Linked DNA regions of Anas platyrhynchos: region 1 is linked to region 2. The links are chromatin contacts, called in public Hi-C maps. All regions are on one chromosome and are shown on one strand. Each heading gives the region's core, a stretch centred on a gene start, on an enhancer-like site or on the middle of the called end of the contact. The rest is flanking DNA. Distances are from core to core; before and after follow the strand shown.

The links. Hi-C and Micro-C count contacts between places; a contact is called where the count stands out from the background.
Region 1: a Hi-C map of F1 follicle shows a contact between it and region 2, with 3 times the contacts expected there. The contact joins two enhancer-like sites. A contact is called at or near these places in 6 of 8 Hi-C or Micro-C datasets (F1 follicle, liver, skeletal muscle and 2 more).

What each region holds. Positions count from the first base shown.
Region 1 is chr1:88,563,939-88,566,963 of IASCAAS_PekinDuck_T2T, reverse strand. No RefSeq gene overlaps it. Among named protein-coding and RNA genes, the nearest start is that of TBX19, 26 kb to the left of the region's middle. Within about 2 kb of position 1,488, at least 2 of the 8 cell types and tissues checked have an H3K27ac peak or open chromatin away from gene starts, as enhancers often do.
Region 2 is chr1:88,184,870-88,188,051 of IASCAAS_PekinDuck_T2T, reverse strand. All of the region lies in intron 1 of NME7 (NME/NM23 family member 7), which reads right to left. Among named protein-coding and RNA genes, the nearest start is that of BLZF1, 3.1 kb to the right of the region's middle. Within about 2 kb of position 1,656, at least 2 of the 8 cell types and tissues checked have an H3K27ac peak or open chromatin away from gene starts, as enhancers often do.

The sequences.
Region 1 (3,025 bases), core at 239-2,738, 380 kb before region 2:
CTAAATGCTGAAGTGCATGGGAGGCAGCATGTTTGTTAATGCAGAAGAGTGCTTAGTCTAAGGGAGCGCTGCTCTGGGACAGGCCTGCTCTGTACAAGGTGGCTGTAACGCGGCAGGCTGAAGGGCTGAGCTGGCTGCTTGTGGTCAGGCATCAGGGAACCAAATTGTCCAGGGGCAGGTTTTCAGTCACCGTGAAATGTCACCGTGCCTGTGGAATGGGTTTCACCAGCTGAACATCTTCCTTTAAAACCCTGCAGTGTCTCTAGGCTAATGAATTTTAGCCGTGGGATAAGCTCTATGCATGTCTGCAGATGATCTGTGTCTATAACTCTTTCCATAAGAGTAGCTCGCAGTCAGGAAGCTGGTTGTGTTCCGGATCTGATGCGTTTTAATGTCCTCGGGTCTTTGCTGTCCCCTGCTATAAAAGATCCTCTCTGCACAAGCAAATAACCAGACCAAAAAAAAATAAATCAATTTCTGTAACATATGTTGGTCAGTTGAGCCAATTTTGCCCTGAAAAAGACAAATCTCCAGAAGGGACACGCTGCTTCTGATATATTCGGTTAGCAAGCAATAAAATGCTTTGTCTGGATTTATTTGAATCTGCAGTTTGAATTGCTTAGAGCTTTTTTTTTTTTCCTCTGATGTTGCTCACAGCAAAAAACGTAGTTAATGGAGCCCTTTAAATGTTTTCAATATTTTTTCAGTTGGAAAGACTGATTTAAAAAAAAAATCAAGCTAGGAATGTAGGATTGGAAGGAGCCTTCAGGTGCCTGCTCTGTCCCCTGCCATTGGAAGGAAAACAATCCATTTTATAAACTGATCAAGATTTTATTGGCATATTAATTGAGGCTTTGTTTCCAGCAGCCCAGTGAGAAGGCTGATGTTTAGAAAGCTTATTTCCAGCGCAAATGTGTTTATGGGCAATTTATAATGATTTATTCTTGGGCTGGCATTGTCCCCTAGCTGAAATTACTTGTCTCTTCTTTTGTTATTTGCCATTTCTGTGTTTTTTTTTGCAACTGCTGTACTTAGCAGCACTTCATAAATTGCCCTCTTAAGACAGTTTTACGCTCTGCTTCTGCTGAAAGAGGAGAGGCTTGCTTTCCCCTTAGCTGCGCAGTCCTGCTGTTCCCTTTGTCAAATCCAGCCGTGCTGCAGCAGCAGGGTGAGCTGCACCAGCTCCTGACTGCACTCCTCCGATATAAAGGAGGTGGCCAGAATGTGGGATGGGGGTGAGCAGGACTGCCCTTCTGGTAGTAAGCTGCTGCAGATAAAACACCCTGAAACTGCAGTCCCAGCCTTAATTTTGCTGGCTACCCAAGGAAAGATTTGGCGTTGCTTCCCACCCCTTTCATGCAGTAGGTTTTCTGTGCTGTGTTCATCCTAGAGCCCTTTTCTGTGCTGACTCCAGTTGAAATTCATCTCTCTTGAACTTGGTGAGCAGAGCTGCATGCAGCATTTCTGAGGCAGCCTTACCAGTGCCTTGTACAGTGCCACAAAACCCTACCCTCCCTCTCCTGGGAATGCATCAGCAAATTCATCTCACCATCATACTTGCCTCTGTCACAGAAGGTAAGCTTCCACTCTGGGCAGCACTGATGCATGAGGCATGACCTTTATTTCCCCTTACTGCTGTGGGGATCCTGTGAGTCAGAGCTCCTTGGAGCTTTTACAGCATTATCTGAACCCGCAGAGTTAGTGCTGCGAGATTTGCTTTGCTGAAATCTGGGTGCTTCCAGAAAGCCTGGAGCTTAGGAAAACTCGAATAAGGGAAGAGATGCGTTGGTAGCTACCCAGGGTAAAATCCTGGCATTACTTTCAGTGACTTGATAGAGTAAGGATTCAATAAGGATAATTTGTCCTTTACCACCACGTCTTGCTGACTCAATGAGGACCTTACCTTACCTGATGTCTAATAACTGCTCAACGTGATTCATCCTTAATTTAAGCATGAAAATAGGAAAACAGTGGGGAGAGGAAAGGAGTGGGAAGTAGGAAACTCCAAACCTCCAGAACGCTTTGTATCCAATTTAATTTCAGCCAAGCTGGTGTTTCACCTTGGTGAAAGAAGAAAGCTTAGCCACTCCATCCAGTATTGTGAGGAGCTAGGTGATGTGTGAAATAAATTTGACCTGAAGAAACAAGAAAGGGGGGTGCAGTCTCCTGCCATAAATAAGCAATTAAAAGCTATCCTCTTGCAGCAGTGGCAGCTGCCTAATTAGGTGCTAAAAATATCCCTGGCAGTCTGTGAAAAATACATGTTTGCGTGCTGGTGACATAACTGGTGCTTCACCCTTTGTAGAGGATGCAAGAAACCAAGAATTGATGTCTGTGCTAAGTAATGGCTGCTTCCTCTCACTGCACAGGCTCCGCATCCCCAGCTTCTGACTCATGCTGAGGCCCTGGATTTTCAACGGAGTGCCAGCTCCTTCTGCGCTCCTCCTTTTAAATTGCATTCTGAGTTTGCAGAAGGCTTGCTTTCAGGGTAGCTTCTTTTTCTGCTGTTACTTTCTTTTTATTTAATCGGGAAGGGGTAAAGCGGGACTACAGATCAGCAGTTGTCTTGAAGCATAATTGTATGGTACAGCCCCTGTACAATTTGTACAATCCAGAGCAGAGGACTTTTTGTCTTTGCCTGCGGTTGCCTATTAATGCCAGCAGCCCAGATTTGCCTTTCAAAAAGAGGAAAGAAAAAATAAGGTGTGGGGTGGGGTTGATGTGGGGACCCCAGTCAAAGCCAAGCCCCAGGCACCTTCATGTTTTGCTTTCTTTCTCCCTGGCAGCAAGTTGCTGGTATAATTTTTTTCTTCACAATCCAGCAGGTGGTGTTAGATGGCTATTTAATGACTAGCATGGGACTGAAAGAAGATCTCGCTGGTGATAGAGCTGAGAGGATGCAAGAAAAAAACACTTCTGCAGGGATGTTCAGTGGATCTGAAAGCTGGGATAGGCTATGGTATTAAGCATCTGCATGTATGATTTTAGCTCACTACTAGTGGGGGGAAGGGGAGCTTCATAGCCG
Region 2 (3,182 bases), core at 407-2,906:
AACCCAAGTCCAGATGTGCTTTCAACAAAATTAAAACCTCTGATACAACATCCTTCAGTATAAATTTTATCCACATGAAATCTGCCTGGAACAATTCTCTAAATAACCACTGTCTCTATCATCAAATCCCATTATTCCTTTATTACAAACTTTCAGTTGGCAACTTTTCTTTTCACTCCTGACAGTTGCTCACTGAGTAATCCCTGAATTTCTTTGGTTTCTGGCAAAATAAAATAAAACAAACAAACCCATATAATTAGAATAGATGTGCCAAAGTTATTAACAACTGTACCTATAATCTGAAGGATCCTGAGAGACAATTCTGGGTGATAAAGGGAGATTAATATGGAATGTATCATTATGTAATGATACATTCATTAGATAACTAGATCACTTTGCCTTTCATGCTGTCAGCTACTTCAGACACATCAGTCAGAAGAGCTCTCACTGCATCTAAAATTACTGTTAGAGAGATGGCAACTCCTGCAAGCCACAGCCGAGAGTTGGCTGGAGTAGGAGGCAATTTATCCCATGGATTCTGAACCTGTCAACTTTATATATGCAGGGTGGTATTTTGTATAGCAAGTAATGCCACAAAGATGGCAGCATCAAACCCAAAACAATTCCTGGAACAATGTTTCACATTGCTCAGTCAAATATAGCTGCATTCTTTTAGCAGTTTTCATTTGGCTTGCACAGGCCCAAAATCCTGTGATTTTATCAGCTACATCTTCTGCCACGTGCATAGGCTACCTGCCCAAGAAGGAAATCAGCAATACTAAGAAACATTGGTTCAAAAAGAAACGCTATCGTACTTCTGATGCTTGTATAAGACTCACCATGCAATACAAGGTTTTATTTTTCCCTGTAATGAAATGCTGCAAGTGACAGCCATTAAGTAAGGAAACCGGTCTTTGTGGTTGTTTCTGTCATGCCAGCTTACAACAAAAAGACTCAGGCCACTTACTCTGCAGATGAAAAACCAGGGTAATCACCAGCTGGCACCCCAGTGAAACTGTCCCTTGTTTGAAGACCAAAGAAGTAAATCTTCTCAAGCATTAAGGAAGTTTCTGGGAGCGGTTTTCATCTCTTCCACAAAAGTTTAAAAAAATAAACTGCTATTTTTTTTAAGGGCAACTGTTTTGCAAGCAAAAGTACATAATTTGCAAATGACTAAAGGAAAAGTTATTCTATAAATGTGCCCTTGTTCAGGAAACTCTATTAAATGGGAAAGAGTTTTGTCTGTCTATATGTTCATCTCTGAATGACCACTCTTCACCAAATCATCCCATCTTACGAGCTAGTCCAGTATGGTTGAGATTACTGGTTCCCAAATGAAATTCCAGTAAACCAAGGTATACTCCACAACTTCCTCAGGAGCTGTATTGCCTTATAATGCCTTCAGCCAAAAACTTGATCACAACACGATAACACTGGACCATGAGCAACCCAGGGCTCACTGTGGTCAAGTTCTAGAAACGGCTGATTTGCTTCCTATTTCCTAAGATTCATTTCCAAAAGTCTCTTCCAGTGATGAATCAAAGCTGTTTTTCAATCAAAAGTAGTTGGAAGCTCAAATTCCACTCACTGTGTGCCTGCACATCCGCAAAACCAAAGCTGGATGACATCCAGATGACGTCCTATTAGACAAAGCCACATGTGCAAGACGGAAGTATTACTTGTCTGCTCTGCTATGAAAAGAGTCTTGGTGATGTACTCTGCAGCTGTGAGAGCTGCGGGGGCAAGAATAATGGTTTTAAAGAACAGAGGGAAACAAAAGCATGTAACTGCACCTCCAGACAGCCTAAGTGCAATAAGGCTCTGTACCTGTATGATCATTGCTTGCACGTAGAGGCCATTCTTCTCTGGCAAATGGTGGATTTCTACATCTGGAACTCTTTCAGGTGTCAGAGTGCAACAAACTCATTAATAAAAAGAAACTAACATTTTCAAGATGATGTTCCAGTATGTCTCTGCATGTGATTACATCCAAGGCACCCTAAAAGACTAACTGCTTCCAGCAGCCAGGTGAAACACCACCTCTGGAGAGGGAAACAAGTGAGATTCTCTCAGGGCATTTACTGCCACCAGTCCACAGCAGCCATATGTCACACATGCACACTCAAGATGCATTAGAACTGATTTGAAATCCTGTCAACTGATGTCAACGAAAACTGCTTTCCAACAGCTAGCAGACAACTGCACGATGTTTCAAAACATTTCTCTTTTACCTTAGCTTCCCCTCCAGTTATGTGCCTGGTTTTACAACGCACCCAAACAAGTCTCCGGTGCACTGGCTCTGTGCAAGCCAAGTGTAAGGTCTAACACTAGTACGCTGACCTGAAACAAATAAAAGTTACTATACTTTTCTTTCTGTGCCCATTATATGACTTTCAACTTTTTTTTTTTTTTTTCTGAGTAGATATACATGTTACAACTAATGCAATCATAATTCATAACTTATTCTACTGACTGTAAGTAACACAGTACTCTGGGTCTACCAAGCTTTCTACTAGAATAGTCCTTGCTTTCAGAACATAATTAGGTTCCTAAGGTTAAAACCTGGCTTGTAGAACAACATTTGAATTAATTGGAAGGAGTTGTTCATTTTTTAATTCATGGTGTCTAAGAAAAGATGTTCTGAAAATGTTTGAGATGGATCAGGTGTATAAAGTCACCGTGTCCAAAAGTTTGGTAACTTATCTCTTTCTCAGGATGCCGTGTGCCTACCTAATCAGGTGGCACATGTTCCTGTAACATCTGTTTTCCCACCATCTTCCAGGTACCACAGTGTTCTTACTGTATTTTAGGAAACTGGTAAGAGAAAGAATACTCGAGTGGGAAAGCTGGCTGCTTTGCAGGTATGAAAGAAACAAACTGTGTTCTATAACACATGAGATGTCAGAGAAAATCAAAAGAGCAGCCCATTACACTACAGGGAAAGAGAACAGACAATAATATAATGCAGAGGAAATTGAAACACACTTCTTACTTCAGCACTTACCAAAGCAATTAAGCAGCTTACAACCAAAGAAGTAACACATTTGGTTTTAGTCAGGGGACAGAGCTGCCAAACAGGGAGAGAAAGAACAGCTTGAAGAAGTTAGACATACCCATGTTAGCATGCAAAATGGTCCTTGATGTACCACCAGGACCAGCCAAAGAAACCCCAAAACACTCTT